Linked DNA regions of Mus musculus: region 1 is linked to region 2. The links are chromatin contacts, called in public promoter capture Hi-C maps. All regions are on one chromosome and are shown on one strand. Each heading gives the region's core, a stretch centred on a gene start, on an enhancer-like site or on the middle of the called end of the contact. The rest is flanking DNA. Distances are from core to core; before and after follow the strand shown. Region 1 overlaps Mgll (monoglyceride lipase). Region 2 has its middle 13 kb from the start of Kbtbd12.

What was found. Capture Hi-C pulls out chosen DNA fragments and counts their contacts.
Region 1: a promoter capture Hi-C map of adipose tissue shows a contact between it and region 2. The contact joins two enhancer-like sites. A contact is called at or near these places in 1 of 484 Hi-C or Micro-C datasets (nephron progenitors), 2 of 115 datasets of contacts at active chromatin or transcription factors (embryonic basal ganglia and embryonic stem cells) and 2 of 9 other capture datasets (adipose tissue and liver).

What each region holds. Positions count from the first base shown.
Region 1 is chr6:88,784,423-88,790,789 of GRCm38.p6, forward strand. All of the region lies in intron 3 of Mgll (monoglyceride lipase), which reads left to right. Among named protein-coding and RNA genes, the nearest start is that of Gm26588, 45 kb to the left of the region's middle. Within about 2 kb of position 3,364, at least 48 of the 459 cell types and tissues checked have an H3K27ac peak or open chromatin away from gene starts, as enhancers often do. A contact at or near this core is called in adipose tissue, where this site is marked.
Region 2 is chr6:88,637,353-88,643,802 of GRCm38.p6, forward strand. No RefSeq gene overlaps it. Among named protein-coding and RNA genes, the nearest start is that of Kbtbd12, 13 kb to the left of the region's middle. Within about 2 kb of position 4,324, at least 29 of the 459 cell types and tissues checked have an H3K27ac peak or open chromatin away from gene starts, as enhancers often do. A contact at or near this core is called in adipose tissue, where this site is marked.

The DNA of each region.
Region 1 (6,367 bases), core at 2,114-4,613, 150 kb after region 2:
AGCAGGGACTAGGGAGCAGCTGGGCAAAATGTAAGATGGAATTAGCTAACACTTGGGCAAAATGGAGTCACTCAGGCCACCCCCTCAGATCTCCAGAGGAGTGCCTGCCCCATCAGACAGGAGGCCAAAACAAGAGGATCTTGAGCTCAGAGCTACCCTGCTTTAGTCTACAGAGTGAAACCCTATTTTGAAATAGAATTAAAAACAGGAAAGACATATATCTGGAGGCACTGTCCCCTGTGGGGCCCACTCCTGGAGCACTCCGCTCTCCCCTGGCTGTTGAGCTGGCTCAGCAGATCCACTGAGTATGTCCGCACGTGTGCCACTGCAGTTCCGCAGAGCTGGCTCCCCACCATGCACAGGCACAGTCTAAATTTAAGTCCCCTGCATCCTCGTTAGGTAACAAGGACCTGGACTGTGTCCTGCTTCTGTCTAAATCCTGAATGTGTTCCTACAGGCAGTCACAGAAGGTGGAGCATGTGTCTGCCCTCAGCCACCAAGCAGTGGGACAGAATGTGATCTTCTTGCACTACTGAGGAGGCGGAGGGAGGCTGGGGAGGTGAGAGGGGCAGCTTCCGAGGCCAGAGCTGGGAAAAAGTCCCACTGCTCCTGTTACCAGGCAAGGGCCTGGCTCTCTGTCCCTACTTCCTGTATGTGTGGGGGAGCTGTCTTCTGTGTGCAGCTGCCTCTGCAGAGTGGATCCACCAGGAGGCCTCTCCCCTTCTCATCCTCAGGGACGAGAATGCTCTTCAGGTCCTTAACAACTGAAGCCACAGGTTGGGCCCTGGCCATGAGCGCTATGCTCCTAGCTTTGCGGTCGCTGCCTGTGAAGGTTTAGCAGGACGTGGCTTTAGAGGGCCCTGAGCTCCTCAAAGGAACTTTGAAGAAGTATGATGGGGCTGTCTCTGTTTAAACACACCTTGAGGAGCCCACATAGTTGTGTGGGGTGCATTGCTGAATACTGGATAAAGGGATAGGGTGTTTGGTGAGCTGAGTCTTTCTGCCACCACAGGGCTCAAACTGCAGCACGGGACCAGGAAGGGACCAGCCCGTCAACAACTAAAAATAAATGGTTGGGCCTCTGCCAACACTCAGGAAAAGCGTAATGAGTGGAAGGCTGGAAAGAGGGGGCAGGGTGGTACCCAGCTGGTCCTCAAGTGGAACAGACTGGCATCTGGGCAGGCAGGGTGCTTCCTAGGCCTCTGTTGCTCATGTCACCAACTTGCCTGTAGCACGGTGGTAACACATGCTCAGAAGGCCTTCATAACGTTCTCTTGCTTTCTGCTCTGCAAATTGATGGGGGGGGAGGGGCAGGTGATGGAGATTGAGGCAGGATCAGCTCTCTGAGTACAACTGCATTCTTAGGGCCACATCTATTGCCCCTACTGTGGTAAGAGGACCCTAGCGTCATGAGTGACATCCTGGAGTGCCAAGAGCCCTTAGTGCCTGACTGGACTCCCAAGAGAGAGGCTATACGCATGGGAGAGGAGCTATATACACTCAAGGCCTTCAGAGAGCTTGACCCCAGGGGTCCCTGCCCAAGGTGTGATCGGGAAGGATATACAGGAACCATGGAAAGAACAGATTGGCATGAGCTGCCTCTCTGTCTTCTCAGTGTGAACACAGACGTGCTAAGACGTGCCTGTGGGAACGCAGCTTGCTAGCTCTGGCCTGAGGCAGTCAACTTAGAGGCAGCTGCTGTTGTCCTCAGGGGCTCTGCAGCTCCCATGTGGGCTCTGGCACCATAAAGGATGATGATACAGCAGAAGCCTGGAGAGACCTTCATCCCAGTGCCTACAAGAACCTCACCCTCAACACAGGCCAGCACCCCGTTGAATGCTCTTAGGAAACAGAGCCTGTGGGAGAAGTCAGCTGCCCAGTGGACTCAGCATAGCCTGGCAGTCAGTCACCAGCCTCCAGGGTGCCTCCCACACCCAGATGCTGTCTCGGTGTCAGTCAGCCTCAGAGCCACCTCCCGCTCTAGCCACACCACCGTGCTGGGAACAGAGACCAAGGCCTGCTGGTGGCTGACCTTCCAGGCACCCAGCTGTTTAATGACAGTTATTGGAGCTGACAGGGGTGGGAGGGTGGGGTATGTGCTCTCTGTATATGGTAAAGGTCAGACTTGTGAACCAAATCCCTGGGAGGGTAAAGTGGGGTCAGAGAAGGCCTGTGTTTAAGCAACTGTCCCCTGACTGGAAATTCCATCATGTGGTACAAGTAACATTGCCCACAAATCAGCCAGTGTTCATTCCTGCAGTATCCCTGTTCGGGAAGCATGCTCAGAGACATTAGAAAAACGTGTCCAAGGAGACACAGCCATAGTGTGGCAAAGCCAGATTCCCATCTCCACCCTGCTTCTCCTTGCTTAGGGCTAATGGAAGCTGCTCTGAGGCGCTGCAGGACTTGCCTCTGAGAACCGTGGCTTGGACACAGCTCTCAAGCAAGTGGCCCTAGGTTCCTGCGCCACGTGACAGGAGAATTCCAGGAATAGCTCATGACAGGCAGTCTGGTGGGGTGTGGTGCCAGCTCCCCATCTTCTGCCAAGGCTCCTCAGATGTTCCGACTCTCCAAGGTGGCACCTGAACCCAGCTAGGGGACAGAGTTGGTGCCCATCTCAAGGATGAAAAGATAGTCCTCTACCCAGGTCCTCAGCACCTGTTTCCCACGACAGTTACATCCCCTGTGCCCCAGAGGGGCCAGTTGTCTATTGACACTCAGCTGTCTGGTATCCGATGGGGCGACTTGGTGTTCCATCCCTGTGTTGGGCCTGACGCATTCTCCTGATAACTCTTCCATAGCACTGAGCAAACCAGGCAGGGCAGACGTGACTCCTGCCAGGGACTCTGCCTTGCATTCTGCTTTTTCCAGAGCCCATATTCCAGGCTGGCTGTGGCCTTCGGGCATGGCCAAGTGTCTAGGGCAAGGCCTGCCACCGTGATCTGCCGAGGTGATGAGCTTCTTGGTCCCCAGTAGAGAAGCGCAGAGCCCCTTAGCCCCGTTCTAGCAACTGCTTGTCTGTGCAGATTGGGAGAAGCAAAGGGTGTGTTTATTCAGTAGAAACTTTCTTTACCAAAAAAGGAGAGGAATCCTTTGCCACGCTTTCTCCGGAGGTAGAGGGAGGATTCCACAGTTCTGCGTTAATAGGGGAAGCAGGATGGGCCACAGAGTCTGTAAGGCACTCAGTTGGCGCTGACTGGTGCTCCTGGCTCACCCGGAGGCAAGGGTCATCAGCCCTCTGGAGCGGAAGCATGTCTGCGAAGAGCCAGCTGCTTCTGTGTCCTCAATTATTCCTCCCAGCCAGCGGGGAGCCCGGAGTACCAGTGACAATCACTGATGCCCGTGACACACAATTTGGAAGGAGGCACGCCAGCTCTGCAGAGTGCTGTGTGCATCGCATAGTCTGAGAGCTCAGGGCACACCCATAAGGGGGCATCGGGGCTGAATGGGAGGTGCGGTGCAGATGAGTCTTTGAAACGCTGCCTGCGATCAGGGTTGAGGGTGAGCTCCCCAAGACACTGAGCATCTTGGGACCACAATCAGGGCTGGTTTGTTACAATGGAGGTTATATGAGAGAGCCTCAAGGACTACCCCCTCCCCCAACCTCCCAGAGTGATGTTACCCTCACGGCCAGAGCATTTTTGTACTAAAGCAAATGCTTGTCATTGACTTGACATGACAGTCTACTGGCGCTCTCTCATTGTTTTGCTCTAATATATATTTGATTTTCATATATATATGTGTATATATGTGTGTATATATATATGTGTGTATGTATATATATATATATATATTTTTTTTTAAAGAGCAAGAGAGAAAATCGTAGACGACTCCCCCACCCTCCTCGCTCTCGTACAACAGAGCTATTAAGAGGAGATTGCCACAGTGTCTTGCAGCACTTACAGCTCAGAGCACCAGCAGAGAGAAGCCGGGCTGCCAGTTAATTACAGGTACAGGCAGGCTGTTGCTGGAGGCTGGGTCCACAGGCTCCACCTTGTGTGGGAACAAGGCTAGCTGTGACTCGGCAGGCTCCTCTGAGCCTCCTTCATCCTCTGATTTACTGGGCACCCGCCACTGCCGCGCTGGGCCTTAGGCTCCATCCGTATCGGGCTTCTCCTGCCTCCTGATAGGCAGTATGCTCAAAGGCTTGGCTTCAGAGTCCTTTCCCACTGAAGTGCATGCATGAAGGAAAACAGCGTGAGGGGCAACGGGCCGTGGGGATGCTGTTCTTCCAGTCTGACCTTTCTGAGAAAGATGGCATGTGAACCTCACCTGAAGGAGAGGTGAAGAGCCAACAGGCCGTGCAAAGGTCCTGGGGGTACCTGGCTCAACGAAAGGAACAGTCCAGACACTGCAGATGGAGTGAGAAAGGGAGAAGGTGGTAGGAGATGGGACAGGGTGACAGGAAACGGGACCCCATGGGGTCCCACAAACCTCATTTCCCTCATCTACAAGACAGGAACATAAAACCTCAGGCAGGTCAAGCAGACTAACACATGCCAGGTACATGGGGGGCGGGGGCGGGGTCAAGGAGGGGGGCAGAGGTGCCACTCAGCCAGCCCTCTGCTGACACAGCTTAATTGGGCGACATTGCACTGAGACTCAGACCTATCCTGACTCTCTGTCAGAGAATGCTTTGGGTAGCAGGTGACCCAAGAGTGCTCCAAAGCCAAGACAGAAGCTCCTCAAAGAGAGGTCCACCTGCCACCTCTGTCTGTCTGTCTGTCTGTCTGTCTGTCTGTCTGTCTGTCTGTTGGTGCAGTCGTTGTACCTGAGATAGTTACAACTCTGTGGTGAAGGCAAGAGAGAGTGGCGCCCATCCAGTTGTGGATTGTTTGTGTCAGAGAGATGGCAGGCCTGAGGGGTGACCAGGGAAGCCCCTAGGCTGCCACTGTGGATGCACAGTGACACCATGTGTGCTGCAAAATGCAGCTGGAATATCCCTAGCGGTTTCCAATAACTAAGAGCGCCTTAGGTAAATAATGAAGAAGTTAGAAATCCGTCAGTACTTGTAAATTGCTGCTATGCTGACTGGCTCAGTGGTTCCTGCGAGGAGGGGCGTGCATGGGAGCTCTGGAGGCACCCGCTGGCTCAGGAGGCAGAGGGGCTGGACGGAGAGCACTTATGCAGGAGGCTCTCTGTGATCCTCATGAGGGGGACTGACAGGGCAGGGCCAGCAGGCATGAGCTCCATGGCTAGGAGCAGTCTAGCATTGCCCTGTGGTGACACTGGCTTGGCACAGGTGACTGACTAGTTTGAAGATGAGGGATATACTTGTATATAAGCCCTGGAAACAAACAAACATAAACAAAACCTACATGTCCCTACTGGCCTGGGAGGCTGCCTCCACGCAATAATCAGGAAAATAACCTCCCACCTCAGAGCATCCAGCCCCCCTGTGTCCATCTTGACCAAAGACACTTCAGTTAAGGCCATTAAGTCACCTTCACTCTTCAAACTAGCAACTGATGTCCCTCTGCTTAAGTAAGAAGCCTTTCTGGGAATTTCCTCTGTTGACTTCCTTTTCTATGTCAGTAGTAGGATTTAATGTCCTGGTGACCTCGAGTGCAGGATGGGGTGGGCTGCCATGGTGAACACACACTACCTGCATGGCCGAACCTCCACTGGCATGGCCGTGCCTCTGCCCCACCCCACCTCCCGGGGCTGAGCCCCCCACACTCATTTGTGTGATAGTAAGCAAACGAGTTAGCTGTGGAACATACTGTTGGCATTTCTTCTAGGCTCCGCCCCATGGTTACCTGGCAACAGCCAGGTAGGCCTGACTCACTATAAAAGGGGCTGTTTGCCCCCCCCCACTCTTCTTCTCCTCTTCTCTCCTCCCCTCCCCTCCCCTCCTCTTCTCTCCCCTCCTCCTCCTCCTTCTCTTTCTCTTTCTCCTCCCCTCCCCTCCCCTCCCCTCCCCTCCCCTCCTCTCCTCTCTCCTCTCCTTTCCTCTCTTTCCCTTCTTGCCCCAACCCTCTTCCACCCTTTCTCCCCATTCCCCTCCCCATCTCTCTCCATGTGCTCATGGCCGGCCTCTACACCTCTTCTCCTCTTCCTTCTCTCTGTCTCTCTGTCTCTCTGTCTCTCTCTCTCTCTCTCTCTCTCTCTCTCTCTCTCTCTCTCTCTCTCTCTCTCGTCTGTCTACTCCCCTCCCACGCCCTAAATAAACTCTATTCTACACTATACTGTCTTGTGGCTGGTACCTCAGGGGGAAGGGGTGCTTCAGCATGGGCCACAGAGACACCCTCTTCCCCCACACCATACCACACCTCCACCCAACTTATCCCTGGCTTCTTTTCCTTTTTCTAACACCCATGCACACACTACCCCTACAGTTTAGAGGCTGAAGACAGTAGTTGGTTAT
Region 2 (6,450 bases), core at 3,074-5,573:
TTCTCCAGAGATGACTACTCAGACACATTACTAGCCAATTGAAAAACTTTGCTCCATCCTGCTGAGACTATACCCAAGTGTTTAGGGACCTAGGTATAGCCTAGAGTGTCCAGAACATAGGATTTTTAAAGGTAGAAACCATAGTCTGGTGTTTTACTTGGCAGCTTGTAGGTTTGGTGTTTTTAAAAAACTACTTTTAATATGGGTACTTAAATGCTTTAACCTCCCTTCTAGCCCACCATCCACCAGAGGTAGTGGAAAAGAAAGGTTATTAGGATATGGGGGAAGTGGACCTGTTTAGTTGTTCTTTGGAGCAAATCCCATCTGTATTGTTAGGAAATCAGCAGTTCAGTTCATAGTAAGCAGCAGCAGCAGCTCAATCCACTTGCAAACACTTTGTGAACATACCAGCAGTCTGCTCAATAGTGTCAGGATAGCAAACATGAATCAGCAGCAGTGGCATGACCTAGCAGAAACAGCCAGGCCTCAGCTAAATTGGTACAAGTCAGCAGGAGTGATTAGGACCAGCAGGAACACCAGGAGAAGTTCTAGGCTATGCCTCTCTCAGTGAAGTCAAGGTCTGCGAAGAAGATGCAAGACCAACTAAGTATTGCAAAACTAGCTATACAAGCCTTGTTAGAGTCCTTTGGGTCCTATTTATACTCCCTTCAAACATCAGGTGTCCTCCAGCAGGTCTTGCCTCACCATGTGAGTTTGTCTTAGCAAAACTCTACGTGAGACTGTATCAGCTAACATCACTCTGCCAATTGACCTGAGTCCACAGAAGTGGCAAGAAGCCATGGGAAGTCTTTTGGTGCATTTCTGGCTATGGAGTCATGACAAACAGAACTCAGCAATGCAATGTAAGGCGAACCAATACATGTGCGTCATTAGCGAAGAATCTTTCATCATGAGTTCTTTCAGGTGCTTGCTTTAGCAAAACATCTGTTCACCTGTGCCTGCTTCAGCAAAACAACATTTCACATAACTGACTTTCCAAATGAACCAGAAATTTCCACTTCAACAGCTTCTGGGGGCTTAAAGTTTAACAGAAACTTAAAGAAGTGGTCAGCTAGAGGGGTTTTCGGCACAAACAGCCATTTTAATAGATGTTAAGATGGTTAGCTAGGACATCCTGACCTCAGGTTCCTACAATAGAGTTGGGTAATTTTCCATGAGATTCTCCATCAAGGAGATCTAATTCTGGTTAAACCTGAAATGGCCTCAGTAAGAATATAAGACAGAAGAATATCTGCACTGCCTTGCCCTGTTACGTTCAACTAATTTAATACACGGATGTCACTGAGTCGCTTTCTGGATGGAACTGAGAGTGGGATCAGGAAGATCAGCCAAAAATTATTTTGGGAGTCTAAAGCAATATGTTATGAGAAAGGTATGATTAGCAAAGATATGTATATAGAGAGAGCTAAGATGCCAAGTATTAGAGAAGAGGTTGGTGAGTGAACAACTGCAGGGTGATCGACTTTCACTAGGGTCCCTGTGAGAATAAAAACATCTATGATAGAATGAGGTTACAGAATTGGATTTGGAGCAGAGCTCCTCCCTCCCCTCTATGAACTTAATATTGTTTGAGATGATCAAGCCATTTAAAGTAATTTTTCTACCCACTGGACAGGAACTTTGAGGAGGGAAAGGGCTTGGAAAAGACTGTGAGAGTCTTGTGGGAGTCAGATGTTGATGAGGCAAATCTAATCCCTTTCATCAGTTACTTGAAAGGACTGTGTCACATGCTCCCTAGAGCCACAAGGAAGGTTGAGAAATGAGGTTTGGCTTCGTTCAAGAAGAAAGGATTGAGGGCACAGTTAGCAATTTCTGTACAGGCCAATGGAAAGTGGAAGCTTTGTGTGTGTAGACCAGCTGTAGTGGAAGAAGGACATTAGTCTCTGCAGATGATCTAGAAATAGCTTCAGGTTAGAGCATTCAGGAAACTCTGAGCTGCATTTTGCAGATATCAGAATGTGACATTGAAGACTCTGGCAAAGCTAGCGTCTCAGAGACAAAGCATTTCTAGCTGTTTCTGACTTTGAGAAGTTGGCTTTAGGTGGGATCTCGATGATGATCCTGAGCAGGCCTGGGGTGCTTCAGGTTCAGGGAAACGTGTTAACGCAGGAGCTTAAGTTTATTTATTTAAGAAAGAGAAGAAGAAAAAAGAGAGAGAAGAAAAAGAAGGCGAGGAAAGTAAAAAGGGAAGCAAAGGGGGTGGGGGTGGGGGATTCCAAGCACTGGAAGGGAAAGGAAATGTGAAACCAAGCTTGAAGAAGTTGGGAAGAGCAGGAGTCAGCGAGCAGGCAGACATCTTTACTGGGAGGTGCAGAGGAATAGACCCCTGTAGTGTAAGGATGTGTAAGACCGAAGAAATTCAGGGGTTTGTCCTGACTCCTTGGCTGACTGGGCTGGGCTACTGAAAAGATGATGTCTAGCTGTCTTCTTTAAGCACTGAATGTCTAAGGATCTCTTTAAGCACTGAATGTCTAAACTCCTTTGAAGAATAGAAAAATGGATGGAATTCTCCCAAATAGGTCTCACAAATTAGCACACAATTAGATTTGTAAATTTGTAAATCCCTGCCTCCCAAACCTGATCAAAACAGCGGTAAAAGAAATGACAACCCCATCTTGATGGCTGATTGAACTGCAGTCAGCATCCCACCCGCTCAATCCCGGCTTCACACCCCCACCCCCCACCCCGCCCCTGCTGGAACTCTGATTAAGCCTCCCAGCAGGTGGCAGTGCCTATGATTAGAGAGTTCTGTGAGGCTTGCAGTTTGCATAATGCATTTTGCTCGTTCCCTCTTTAATTCTCATGCCAGCCGGGAGGCTGCTGTGTCTCAGGACCATTCTGCACCCAGGGAGCTGAGTGGTCGCGGGAACCCCATCCTCCAGTTTCAAGTCTCTGGGCTACCTCCTTCACAGGCTTCTACTATTGCTTTTCCTTTCCATCGTTACACACTAATTTCATTTCCCCTAATTGTATTATCACAATAGAGTTGGAAGAAGGAAGGAAGGGAGCGAGGGAGGAAGGAATTTTGAGACTCTGTCCTAGAGATTCTTTCCCTACTTAAGGGTTGAATTGTCCTTTAAATTTATGCGTTGGAATCCTAACTTCTGTGCCCCAGAATGCCTTATTTGACATAGGGTGCACAGGGCCAATCAAATGAACAAGGAGTGCCTGAGTGGGCTCTGCTTATGTGGATAATGAGTGTACAGATAAAGGCTCACACATGAAATGCCACATGAACATGAAGATAACCCTCTGCAAACCAAGGTGAGGCATGGGACCCTCAACGCCAGCTGCAAAGCAGCTCCTATTGTTTAAGCCACCAACCTCTGAACAGCAGACATAGGTTAAAAAATGCACTTCCAGCTTTCTTTGAGGGACCAGATGCAAGCTGCTGCAGAAACACCCGCAGGCATTTATTTACCTTTTCCACGGAATGTTTTCAACAACAGAGTAAAAACTGCCAAAGTCAAGTTCACTGTGCTTATAACCATTCCGTTATAGTTAAAAAAGATAATGAGGTTACTTTGATCTGTCTTGTCTATTTGTATGTGTGTGCGTGTATGTGTTCCTGTTGGCCTATAGAGATCTGTACTGACAGGGGGCTGTGTGGGTGCACACCACAGTAGGAGTATTGGTGGTACACTAATAAACTTTTCTATGTATTCGAAAAGCATTCATTTGAAAATACATTCTAGAATTTTCTGAAGGTCAATTTCCGGTTCACTGGTCTACCTATAGCAATCTTTACTCACTATTCAGAAACTATAACATTTGCTCATCTGGAGCCTATAGGCTGTTCTCCTGATGTTTTATTTCCCCTCCCCTCCCTTCTGGTTTTTTTTTTTTTTTTTTTTTTGAGGTGAGTTTCTCTTTGTAGCCCTGGCTGTCCTGGAACTCACTTTGTAAACCAGACTGACCTCTAACTCACAGAGATCTGCCTGACTCTGCCTTCCAAGTGCTAGAATTAAAGTCATAAGCCACCACTGCCTGGCTGTGGGAATATATCTTGTTATTTCTTCATTTTGAAAGAATTTCAAGAATTCAAATAAAGTCACAGTAGAGTTACAATGACCTCTCACAACAGTTAACATTCATTATATTTACTTGTGCCAATATCTTACATAATTCTAGTTTCCTAATATTTGAGAGTTGCTATAGTTTAAATATGGTTCCCTGCCCCAACAACAACAAAACAAAAATCAAAAACCGAAACTCATGTTGAGATGTACTTCTTAAATCTAGCAGTGTTGGGAGGGAGGTGGAGCCTCGGGTCATGGGGATAGAGTCCTCATGATTAATAGTGTCTCAAGAAAGTTGTCATTCTCTCTGGGGTGGGTCAGCTGCTTCTAAAGCTGCTTGTTACAGAGCCGGGTCACATGCTGCCCTCTTGCCCTCTGTGTTCTACTGTGGGCCTCTCCCAGATGCAGCTACTTGATCTTGGACTCTCCAGCATTCAGAACTACGAACCAAATAATCCTCCTTTTTAAAAATCTACTTATGTAGTCTGCTGTAAAAGAAACTGGATGAAGTAAAGAGCAAACTCCAGACACTGTGATGTGACCCTCACCCTAGTCCCTCAATTGCTGAAGCATGTAGTCCTAGGAACAGAAATGGCCTTTTACAAATCCATAGTATAACCATTAACGCCAGAACACTTAACACCACCACCACCACCACTATGACTGTGGCACGCGCCAGCACAGCCCTCTGTTAGCAGAGAGGTGCATGCAGTCTATAACAGGATTGCCCTGACCCCTAAGAATCTTCTCCAGTCCAGGACCACACACTGCATTTACCTGACAGTTCTGCTTGGTCTCCTTTCATCTGGACAATCCGTGGAGATGCCTTTGTCTTGCATGACTTTACTGGTTTGCTTGTTTGAAGTTCAGGCTGGTTGTTTTACAGAGCTACTCAGCTTGAGTTTGTCTGAGATTTACTCCTGCTGAGATTCTGGGTATGCACTTTCACCATGAGCTCTGGGGTTGAGAACAGAAGCATCTTCCCTGAGGATGATGCAAAGCAAACCAACTAAGCTGCCCAGAGCAGCGCTGCCTTCCACTGCTGATCTGCTGGGGCACATTTGCCTTGCCCTAAGCTCTTCACTTCTCTGTTCTGGTGCACAGAGGCTCTAAAGGTCTCTTCCAAGCTGTTAGCAGATTTCATCCCAGGTGATGCCAACAAAGCCTCGACTTTGCGACTTCGTTCTGGAGGCAGCAAGACGCTTCAGACAAAGGATCCTTGCCTGGGCTTGCATCTTAGTTCTATTGCTTACCTGCCTCCTCTTCTTGAGTCTCACTGGGGCATTATCCTTGAGTTTCTATAGATTGAAGTATGATTTAACCAATCTGTCTGCAAGACTACTGAGATCAAATAGGATAACACAGAGAGCAATAGGCCTGTGCTACACAGTATGAGCTACATTATTTCTCATTTTCCTTCCTTCCTTTCTTCCTTCCTTCCTTCCTTCCTGCCTGCCTGCCTGCCTGCCTGCCTGCCTGCCTGCCTGCCTATCCCTGGTGTCACCCAATGTTGTGGCATGCACACAGACCCTGTCAGTACAGGAGCATATTTCATCAACTGAGCAGTAGCTACTGATGGTTTCATACTCAGCCCCTGCCTGGAATGGCTCTAGACAGAAAGTGTGGCCTTGGCTAAGTTTTTGTTTTCTCCCTGAATGCCTTCAGCATCCAATGACTGGTGGATGAGGGGTACAAAGGCCCTCAATTAGGATAACTCTGAAGAGCCACCCTAGCTCCAGAGTTCTGTGAGGTCAGCAGAGGCCTGGGATGCACCTCAACTCTTCTCTCCAGCTCTTCCAGCTTCATGGCACATTCCTGTATGCACCCCACCAGGCCTCCTGCACTCTCATCTCAGACTCCGAGACTGCTTCCTGGCCTGTGATACCTGGTCACATGTCTTCCAGCAGATGTTTAGTTTGTGAGGTTCACTCAGGTGTAAAAAGCTACATTGAAATGTATGTCCAATTATAAGAAGGTACTTTTGGGGACTGGAAAGGGGGTGCTCAGCCATTAGCAGTACTTGCAGAGGACCAGAGTTCAGTTCCCAGCACTCATACCAAGTAGCTCACAACCATTTGTAATTCTGTCTTCAGGAGATCCAATGCACACACTTGAGCATGAAAATGCATGCATGTGTGTGTATGCGCGCGCGCACACACACACACACACACACACACCACATACACATAAATAAAAATAAAAATAAAATTTATCTTTAAAAAAAAGAATTACATTGCATACACTAGCAAGATTTTGTTGAAAGGACCCAGATGTAGCTGTCTCTTGTGAGACTATGCCGGGGCCTAGCAAACACAGAAGTGGATGCTCACAGTCAGCTATTGAATGGATCACAGGGCCCCCAATGGAGGAGCTAGAGAAAGTATCCAAGGAGCTGGGGGGATCTGCAACC